Linked DNA regions of Rattus norvegicus: region 1 is linked to region 2. A link is a contact called in public Hi-C data. All regions are on one chromosome and are shown on one strand. The core of a region is the stretch at or near the end of the contact, and the rest is flanking DNA. Distances in the headings are between cores, read along the strand shown. Region 1 overlaps Otud7a (OTU deubiquitinase 7A). Region 2 holds the start of Otud7a (OTU deubiquitinase 7A).

The links. Hi-C and Micro-C count contacts between places; a contact is called where the count stands out from the background.
Region 1: a Hi-C map of frontal cortex shows a contact between it and region 2, with 4 times the contacts expected there. The contact joins the enhancer-like site here to the promoter of Otud7a in region 2. A contact is called at or near these places in 2 of 12 Hi-C or Micro-C datasets (Schwann cells and frontal cortex).

The regions. Positions count from the first base shown.
Region 1 is chr1:126,711,694-126,717,226 of GRCr8, reverse strand. All of the region lies in intron 4 of Otud7a (OTU deubiquitinase 7A), which reads right to left. Among named protein-coding and RNA genes, the nearest start is that of Hmgn5b, 80 kb to the right of the region's middle. Within about 2 kb of position 1,911, at least 8 of the 93 cell types and tissues checked have an H3K27ac peak or open chromatin away from gene starts, as enhancers often do.
Region 2 is chr1:126,473,985-126,479,439 of GRCr8, reverse strand. Otud7a (OTU deubiquitinase 7A) reads right to left here and starts at 3,165. Exons shown (of 15, transcript XM_063278759.1): 1 at 2,998-3,165. LOC102548323 (a long non-coding RNA gene) reads left to right here and starts at 3,305. Exons shown (of 4, transcript XR_005494545.2): 1 at 3,305-3,504.

The DNA.
Region 1 (5,533 bases), core at 662-3,161, 240 kb before region 2:
ATTTTATGGTTGGGGGTCACCATACCATGAGGAGCTGTATTAAAGGGACAGCATTAGGAAGGTTGAGAAGCAATGACCTAGATCGTTAACTGCTTGTCTGGACTGTGTTTAAGATAACTGGAACTTTAGGGCTGGAGGAGTAGATCAGCCTCAGAGCCTTTGCTTAGCATGTGGAAGGCGTTGACTCCAAGCACCACAAAAGGAATCAGAGATGTGAAATTTTGAGTTTGGAGGTTGCAGATTTTTTGTGCTAAAGCATTTCATACTCCAACAAAGAAATAACCAAGCAAGGGGTCATAGAGTCAACCTTTGGATCAGTTAAACCACACAAGGCCGGCAGGACCAAAATGATAGTCTCCCAGGTAGAGCTTTATAAAACACCTAATTTTATTTTAAAGTCTCAGATGGGTGGAAAAAATATTACTTTATTTCAAAGGCAAATGAGTGAGTTCAGGGAATGGCTCTCTCCTACTCAGCCACACCCTTCTGCCGTTCACCCAGGTGTCCAGGCAACGCTACGCTACAACTCCCTCTGTGGAGGTGGGTGCGGGTGGGGGTGTGTGGGAACAGCATGCCATGGAGTAGAAAGCTGGTTCAATCTTCTTCTCACTGAGCTGAATCAACCTCCTTTTAGCCAGCCTGCAGCTACACACCGAGTTCAGCAACAGAAGCAGCATCAGTGTCTTTAACTCAACTGGCATAATTAGGATACTTAATGATGCTCAGAGGAGGGGTGTGTGTGTGTGTGTGTGTGTGTGTGTGTGTGTGTGTGCATGTGCGCGTGCGCGTGTGCGTGTGTCTGTGTCTGTGTCTGTGTCTGTGTCTGTGTGGGCTTCCTGGCTGGTGAGACAGTCAGTTTTGTTCTGTGACATGCCTATGTGACCAGGCTCTACCACAGGCCCAGAACAAAGGCACCTAATAATGATTGCCCTGAACCTCCCAACTGTGAGCCAAGAGAAGCCTTTCCTCTTTCTAGATCGCCTCGTATTGCTGTGAGTGATGGAGGGCTGCCTAACAAAACCAGGCCTCCTGACTTTTAATTTTCAACTGGTGCTTTGCGAGCAAGCCAAACGCCGATTCTTATAAAGCTTAAGAGAATGAAATCAGCTGTCAGCACGGATCTGGATCTATGGAACAGTAAAAGCAGCTCTGCTGAGGCTGTCAGAGGCCTCGGAGGGGTATCTGCCAAGGGCCCTCCTTGGGCAGTGCCTGTCCTTACTGTATATTCAAAGCTGCCAGCCTGCATAGGATTTAAGAACACATTCCGTTCAGCTAAGATTGTTTGAGTTAAAACTCCCCAGGCAGACTTGAAAAACTACAGTAAGCTCACACTAAATCCCGAAGATCCGAGAAATAAATCACTTCATGTGTCTCGGATGCTTGCCAAGCTTGCCCCCAGGAGGCGTCTTAATATGTCACTTGGAAGAAACGCCTTACAGCTCTTTCTATCCAGTTTTCACCTGGAAGCCTACCAGCTCTCTTCCTACAGTGTCCATGTATCACAAGGTAGGTAACGAAGGCTGCTGATGGCCACTGGGGTCCAAGCCTCACGCCTGGGCCCAAGACTCCCCTTGAAGAGGACCAGCCCACAAGGGCTCCACAAGCCTAGTGCACAGTTAGCAGCTGTCTGTGGGTGGTCAGCCCATCCACACAACAGAAAGGCTGATGGGCTCTAAGGATATTTTCTGCTTGTTCAGAATCAAAGAAGTCCTGCTGGGAGACTGAAGGCACACCCGTGTATCAAGTGGGGTCTGGGGGCAGCTGTGATTGTCCCCTCTTCCCCACCTGTCCAGGAGGGAGCTTGGAGCAGGGAATGGGAGGGCACAGTCCTCTCCAGAGACCATGTCCACCAAGGAGGCTGTGTCCACGGAAGCGGCTACATTTACCAACTGTGTCTATCCAGGAGGCTCTATCTATCAAGGGGGATGTGACCAGTACAGAGGCTGAATTTACCTGGAGACTGTCTACTTAGGAGACTATGTGTACATAGGAAGCTATGCCCACCAAGTATGCTGCTGCTCCTCTTCTGGAGACCATTCATCGAGGAGTAAATGTCTACCCAGGAGACCCCATGTCTTTCCAAGGGACCCCCAACTCTTCTCTGGAGACCATGTCTACCCAGGAGAACTGTGTTTTCTCTCAGGACTGTGCTTACTAAGAGGGCTGTGTCCCCCAAGGAGCAATGTTAATGAAGTCAGCAACTGAACAGGCCCAGAACAGGTGACTGCAGGCTTCGGGCCTCCTGGATGAGGAAGGGAGTGCTGTAGCCATTTGGATGTTACATTTTCAGACACTGGCAAGATTGACCATACCATGGGCCTGCAAAGTTATGTCATCTGTAGATGACCTGGAAGGCCAGCCTGTGCTTGGAGTGCACAGGGTAGGACTGTGGATACAGGATTTTATTTTGGCAATAGAACACTGGACAGTTTACATTGGTAGAGTTAACGTTCTGACATTCCTTAATTTAATTTTCTTGAGCCTTGATTCAATGCTGGTAGGATACTGAATGCTCAGTCGTGTGCTCAGCTGGACTTGCTTAGTCCACCACTAGCAGAGGTACAACCTGGACAGTGCCATCCTTTCGGCATGGCCACCATGACCCTTCCTCATCAGACCTTCTGTCATTTTCTCCTGCCTACTGTATTATCAGCTGCTGAGCGGCTCACAACATGCGTTTACTTTCTCATGATTCCAAAAGCTTCAGTTAATCTCCTTGTTCCAAGCCTCACAGGGCTGAAGTCAAGGTGTCCGCAGGATTGTGGTCCCTCCTGGATGCTGGTAAAAGAGGCTCGGCTTTGAGGCCTGACCCTATCTCAGGAGGCTGGGATACTGAGTTCCTGCTTCAGTGTAAGCTGAAGCTCAGTGAAGCTCAGCTTCTAGAGGATACGCCGTATCCGAGGCTGGTGGTTCCTCCTCCATAGATAACGAGCCATGGAGGGTTGCTTCACTGTCGCACCACATGTCCTCTTACCTCCCCTGTGTCTGCCATCTTCCTCTGTTTCTAAGAACCCTGACATTACCTTGGGTCCACTAGATAAGGGTGTAATTTATGTTAAAACCAAAATATTACCACCCTAATTCCATCCAGAGTCGTCCTGTGTCACTATAGTAGCCCCTCTTTTTCCAAGGGAGATGTGTCCCCCAAGCTTGTGGGAGAAGTCTGAAGCTGTGGGTATGCCCACCCCTCACAGCTGGTCTGAGAAACCTCCATCTTCCTTACTAAGCCAGGAACCTTTACTTCTCCACTCACGGGACGCGCTTCATGTCTCTCTGTTGTCTCCCAGATGCCACTATCTCTACTCTTGTGCTATGGGGTCACTACTAGGTCACGTGAACACATTCATACCATGCTGTGTGAGACACAAAAGAATGATTCATGTCCTGGTTGGGATGAAACAACTAGAATTTTCCTGGAATTTTCAACAATTTAATATTTTTGAACTGCCATTGATTTGGACAATAAAAATGCAGACAAGGGGAACCACTGTGCCTATGCCAGCACATGGCTCAGTACTGGGGACAGGAACCTTGGGAGTCATCTTTAGACTTGTGCCTACCAGGTAGCCTTGTGCTGGAAAACATGGACCAGCTAAATGGATTAGTGCTGCTTGACACCTTCAGTCTGGCTCAGAATGAGATGTCATTTATTTTCAATGCTGAGGAGTACTCCATAGCATATACTCAGGTGTGCTTATCCATTTCCATGCTCCTCCTGGCAGACGTCGTTCTGGCTTTAGGTATTTTATTATGGGATCTTTCCAAGACTGCAATGGCTCCATTGGAATCCACAGCCCAGCTCTAACAAGAACTGACTCACGGTTTCTCCTGTTTCACGTCGGCTGTCATCTATGTACCTGCCCCAGTATGCATCACGTATCATCTCACCCGTCAGTACTTCAGCGGGAGGCTGTCTCTTTGTAGGCACAGAGCAAAGCATGTTTACAGGCAAACGCCAAGAGCTCCGAAGCCTTCAGCTGCACAGTAAGGCTGTGGTCGATTCTAGGTTGCTTTACAAGTTTTCACTTTTCACTCTTTGTGAATAAGCTTTTTTAAATAAAAAATTGTATTTACTTAGAAGCATCCAGAATGTCAACAAAACAGCTTCAATTTTTTTTTGCAAGTGCAGAGTGGTATTCAGTTAACAGAACAGCAACTATCTTCATATAAGCTGCATCAGAGGCAACTGAAGATGAAAACCCCCTTCCCCAAACAACCAAACCAAACCAAACCAAACCAAACCAAACCAAACCAAACCAAACCAAACCAAACCAAACACCAAACTGCTGTCCCCATATATAATTAGTGCTGTGCACCAACAAGAACCGGCTTTAAATTTCCATGACAATTTACATCCCCAGACTGTACCAGGCAAGGTTAGTGGCCATTGAAAATACCACCAGGACAAGGCTAGCTAAAGACACATTCGGTAGTGTGTTAACTATACAAAAAAGACACCGCACAGTTTAAAAACAAATCGTACACAACCTTACTTTTCGATTTCTTTCTTTAGAAGGATGAGTTGTGTATGGGAATGGGGGTGTTAAATGCTTGATAGACAAGAAAAAGATTGTGCTAGAACCAACTTAATCGTTATTATCTTCATCTTCCTCCTTTTCTTCATTCTCATCATCTTCCTCTTCCTTCTTTTTTCTTTTATTGGATTTTTTTTATTTACATTTCAAATGTTATTCCCTTTCTCCGTGTCCCAGACATAAGCCCCCTATCCCGTCCCTTTCCCCTTCTTCTGTAAGGGTGTTCTCCTCCCCATCCACCCCTGCCCTGACATTCCCCTACACTGGGGGGTCCAACCTTGGCAGGACCAAGGGCTTCCCCTTCCACTGGTGCCCAACAAGGCCATCCTCTGCTACATATGCAGCTGGAGCCATGGGTCAGTCCATGTGTAGTCTTTGGGTAGTTGTTTAGTCCCTGGAAGCTCTGGTTGGTTGGCATTGCTGTTCTTATGGGGTTGCAAGCCCCTTCAGCTCTTTCAATCCTTTCTCTAATTCCTCCAATGGGGATCCCATTCTCAGAACACTGGTTTGCTGCTAGCATTTGCCTCTGTATCTGACATGCTCTGGCTGTGTCTCTCAGGAGACAGCTATATCCGGCTCCTGTCAGCATTCACTTCTTAGCTTCATCAATCTTATCTAGTTTTGGTGGCTGTGTGTGTGTGTGTGTGTGTGTGTGTGTGTGTGTGTGTGTGTATGTGTGTGTGTGTACACACACATATACATATACACACATATGGGCCACATGTGGGGCAGGCTCTGACCATTCTTTCAGTTTGTGCTGAGTAGTACTCCATTGGGTAGATGTACCACATTTTCTGTATACATTCCTCTGTGTGTGTGAATGTGAGTGCATGTGTAAGTCAGAGGTGAACATTGGGCATTCTCAGATGCTGTGCCCCTGTGTTTTAAGGAAGGGTCTCTCACTGAGCTGAAGCTCACTGGTTAGGGTAGGCTGGTTGGCCAGTGAGCTCCAGGTAGTCATCTGTCTCTGCCTACCTAGTCCAGAGATTATAAGGATA
Region 2 (5,455 bases), core at 1,916-4,415:
CCATCGGGAGTCTTTGGGGTTCAGTAGCACAGTTGAACAGTGCGACGGTTATGGAAGCCATGAGGTACGCTCACAGGGGCTCCCTAAGGTAAGCCTCAAGCAGACCATGGTCATCTGAGTTCACGGCCCACGAGGCACAGCCACATGACTGGAGGCATACATTATGAGCATATCAGCCACATTGAGACAAAAAAAAGTAGTTTGCTTTCTCCTGTTCTCATTTCCTAGGGGAGAAAGCTGAACATTGAGTAAATGTTTGCTTTCCTCTATCAGAAAGACCTCAAGGCTAATAACTCTGCCAAGGAGGGCAAGTAGGTCACCCGGGAAGTACCACAACACAGAGAGCCCGAGTTTGGTCAGTTGGAAATGAACACCAGGGGCAACCGTTATGAGTAGAACGTTTCCAAGGGTGGCTCTAGTAGATATTTGTGCTCTCTCCCGCACACAGCACTGCACGTCTCTGAGGACAACTCTTGTCTCTAAGACAGCATTCCTGAAATCAGTGAATCGTCAGCTTCAAGGTGCGCTAAGGACCAACAGCTAGTCTTCAAAGACAGGGGCAACTCAGAAAGCTCACATGGATGGCCCCACACCTGGCCTCTCAAGTGCATGTCTTCTCCTGCTTCCATTTCTTGGGCACACAGTAGTGGAGGGAGAAATTAAGAGAGTATACATGACATACACATACATGCACACACAGGGACCACCCATCCAACATACACACTTGGTAATTCTCCCCAAATGTTTGGTAGAGGCACAGCCAAGGCACATACATCTAGCACGCCCCCTGCTGGCTTGGCAGGAGCTGACTCAGCCTTTACCCTATGGGCCTAAATCATGGATGAATGACCTTAGAATCCACAGGGACAGACAAAATGACAAAATAAGGCAATTTGGGCTTCTCGGAAATGAAGGGCATAATACTCAACTAAATACTTTTCAAACGTGTTTTCAGAATGTTACAGGAAATACATGACTAATCCCTATCTAGAGGAAATAGCTGCTGTTATATATCCATAAGTGTTACAACAAATAAATAAAAATGTGAGTATTCTCACAGGTCTACGGGTGGAGATGGTGGATACAAAGGCCACCATAGTTCCCCAGACTCAATTTCCACAGCCCACAGCACTAAAACCACTCGTCACTGAAGGCACTTTAGATACAGAAGATTCTTGGCATTTGATACAAGCTCAAGTTCACAAGGCAACCTGTGTAAGGGAAATGCCACAGAAAAGCAGTGCATGTGGCCAATTTCACTACAAGGGTTATTCACTCAGCACGCCACCGTGAATAAGTTTGACATTATCAAGAGGTCAGAGACTATGATGTACACACTGCTCTCTCACTGGTAGCTGTCCCCTGTCCTCCTCCAGCAATGCTGGGGGTAGGGAGTGGCTCAGAATTTCCTTCCCAAAGGTACACCTGCTACCTAGAATCTAGGCTTAGTTGAGATTAGTACGTAGCCAGACCCCATGAAGTAATGATCTGCATTCACTATCACCCTGAACACTAAGAGTCCACAGTAACCACTATTCCCAGGGTTCCAGATTCAAACCTTCCTGTGGCATATGGCACTAAGTTCCTTGCAAACCCAATATGATCACACTAATAATCTAAGGCATCCTTATTTTAACCAATTAGGAGGTGCAATTAATTATTAAATACAAAAACATCAATACTTTGGTCTCTTATTAGATCTCCTTTTGATACAACAGGCCTAAGTAGATGTTCAGACTGTCTTGGGAACTGGCTTTCGGCTGTTCCCATAAGAGCAGATACTAATGGCATACTCATATAATCAAATGAATGCATGCTGCTGGCATTGTTGGGTAATTTTCTTCCAGAACTTGGTGTGCTGTGTACATCTCAAGCTCTCACATTCCTTGAACACTTTGGATAGGTCTTGGGGTCTGGTGGGACACACAAGGGCTAAAAGAGCCCTAGAGAAACCAGCACCTCTCCCAGGCACACCCTAGAAGGGGATGTTGGTGATGGAGGAGCCCTGCAGAAGCAATCAAGGTCTGCAAAGACTTAGACCTCATTGTCTACCTTTGCCTGGACACGACATTAAATAGATCATTTTTTAAGAGAAGTGTTTTTCGTATAGGTCATTTTCATTAACAGAGGTACAAACATATACTGTCATACGTGATGGATCTGTGTGCTCTGGATCAGTTAATTTCCAGACCTTTAGGGACACGTTTTCTTTCAGCCACTTTCAAATGTTCCAATCTTCAAGCCAACAGAATAAAAACTGCACTTATATGAGGTTTTCGAGTTTTGAGCGCAGAGAAACCAATTCGATGGCTAAGATTCTCAGAGAGCTGCAGTAGCTGTACCGGTCGGGAGGAGGGTACACTTGAGCGGTTACGTCCAATGAAGGAAAGTTTTAGTTAATGATGACATCACTGACATCTCCCAAATTTAAAGGAGCACTTAAAGCACAGCAGATACAATTTTCCCCCTCCAGTGAGGAGATATTAGAGAAGGCCTCTAGGTTCAGAGCCAAATTGCATCAACCGTTTCTCGCTTGGCCAGTCAGACCCAGAGTAGTACGCGGGGGGCCACGGTGACCCACGCAGCCATAGCCCCTGTGCAAGCCGCCTCAGGCGCCTCTCTGAGCTGACCCTACCCTTCGGACCCCCAACGCGCCCCCACGGACCGAGGGCCCAGTCCCGGCGCGCTTGCCATCACGTTCCAGTGCGGAACCGCGAAAAGGGCTAGGAGGCAGCCACTGGAGCCAGCGGGAGCGCCGCGCCCTACCGTCGCCGGGCTGAAGCCGGAGCCGGTGGCCGTGGCGCCCACGAGATCCCGAACGATTCCCGCAATGCAGACGCACAGTGAGCCCTGCGCCCCCAGCGCCCTGCGGCCCCTGCCCGCGCCCACTCGCCTCCCGGCCAAGCGCAGGGCGACCCCACGTCGCGCGCCCCATCGCACCTGCCCGCTGCGCCCGGCCCGCCGCCCGCCGGCAGCACCGTGGCCAGCGCCGCTCACCTGCCGCGCCGCCCGCCGGTCCGCCCGCAGCCCGCAGTCGCCGCTAGCCGACTTCCATCTTCCCTGGCTTCGGGAAAACCAGATCAGCTGTTCCGCTCGCGCCCAGCCGCGGCCCCCTCCCCAGCTGCCGCGCGGCGCCCGGGCCTCTCCTCCCCCGCCTTCCTGGCTGCGCCGCGCTCCGCCCCCCGCGCCCCTCCGCTCCGCCCGCGGTCGCGCGCAGCGCCCGCCTCCCGGCTCCGTCCGCGGCCCCGAGGCGCGCGCCCTGCCTTGACGTCACCACCTCCGCCGTGCCCCGCCCCCGCTGAGGTGGTGCGGGCAAGGGAACGCGCGTGCTCGTGGCCACCGTTGGCCCCGGTCGCGCAGAGCTCTGCGAGGACGCGCTAGGACCCGCTGTGTCCTCGCGCACGCGCTCCCATGCTTGCCCCCTTAGGGTGTAGTCTTTCGAGGTCATCCCTGGACTTAAGGAAACCCACCTTCACCTCCGCCCGGCTCATCCTGTTTCTAATGGTCTGCAGTCACCTTTGGTGTTTTCCTCTAGGCTGGCTCTCTTTTCCTAAACACCCTAAACTTTCGCTGTTTCCACGCCCCTCTGACCTTCCCGTTTCTTTTCCCATTAGTAACGTTTTTACATGATTGTTTAAGATGTTTCCTCCGCCACTGTTTAAGACTTTTTCCCCAGCCTGATACCAAGTGGCTGCCCCTGCTTTCTGCCCTCTCATTTAACCCTTTTGGTGTAGTTTCTACCTATTAGGTTCAGAGCTGGGCGTTCCCACATTCTTGGCCCCTTGTTCAAGAAATTGAAATAACAGTGCATAGGTATTGCAAGCTAACAACGAAACAAGGCCATAGTACAGATCAGAAATATACATAGCCAACAGCGGGCCACACCAGTGAGCACACTCAAAGGCCCTTATTTGGAGGGTTCATTCTATGGTCTTCCAGAAAAGGAGACATTTAGTTGGAAAAGGATGTAGCGTCAGTGGTTCTCTGTTTTGATTGACAGAACAGATTATGTAAGCCATTTGTCACTATGCACGTCCTTTCCTATAATGTGTTTTATTTTAATCATATGCACACCCAACTATGCATAGTCATAGGATGGTTAAATGGTGTATTCTTCCTAAAAGTTCACTCAAAGCACATCTTTCCTTATTGAATATACACACAAGACTAGCTCAAGATGAATTAGGACTCCATTTTTATACCTCCCGTATAGCTGGACTATGACCGAATAGAAACTGTTGCCGTCTAATGGTCTTTATAGGAAGGAAAAACCTATTCCACTGTTTAGAGTGAGGTGCAGGTACAATTCTATGCAAGTGGATGTCCAAGGTTGCTAACAGGTTGCAAATGCATCGTTTGGAGAGGAATGCCTAACTAAAGTTCCAGATTGCTAAACTGTGTTTTATGTATACCTTTCTCGACTTCCCTGAGACACTTTTCTCCATAATTTATCAAGATCAGTCTTTGTACTGCTTTGTGCTGAGTAGGAGACTAAAGCTGAATAAGGCAAAAATCCCATTTCCTATTCTGTTCCTAAGGCTGTTATAGCTCCTGGATCTCCATTAGTAAATGCTCAGACAATTTCTCATGCTACTGGTCAAACCAATAGACTCCCTTTGCCTGTTTTGTCATTCCTGGAGGCACTGTTCAAGGAGGACCATTTGGAGTTGTTGGGTTCTGAAGACAAAACTGCATACTTATTGAAAGGAGGGAGAATCAAGGAGAGGAGAGATACCCAGTAGAAAAGGGCACTGGCAGTGCCCAGGTCTGTACTGTCCAGGGCTCCAACTCGGGCTTCTCTTTGGAGGATATTTTTTTTTATTGTTCTGGATTTACCCAGACTTGTCAACATAAAAGGACCTGCTCAATGGCCACATAAAGTTTAGGTCAATTATACAGAATACCTGGCTATTTAAGGTGCTAATAGTTCAAGATAAATTTAGGTCCCAACCTGCAATGTGTTAGCTCTCCACAACCAAAGATCAGATATCAGCCTTATAGAATCCTCAACATACATGTGCTATTAATTCTTGGAACTTCACTTCAAAGTTGTCCTCTCATTGCTCTGCTAGCTTGAATGAGAAATGCCCTGTAATGTTTCGTGAATTTGAACACTTGGCCACTAGTGTGTGGTGCTGCTTGGGGATATGTTAGGGAACGTTTGGGAGATATGGGGTGCCTTACTGAGGAAGTGTGGCACCAATAGCACACTTTGAGAATTTATAGCCATAACCTGCTCCCTCTTCTGTTTTCTTCTTCATTCTAATTTCCATCCCCCTTCTCTCCCTTCCTTCATCCCTCTCTCCTCCCCTTTCTCCCTTTGGCATGTGGATGAAAATGTGACCAGCCAGTTTCCTGCCTCTGCTGCCATGTCTAGCCTAGCCCTTTGCCATGCCTTCCCCACAGTCATGGATTCTACCCCTCAGGAGTCATATGCTAAAGAAGACTCTTTCTT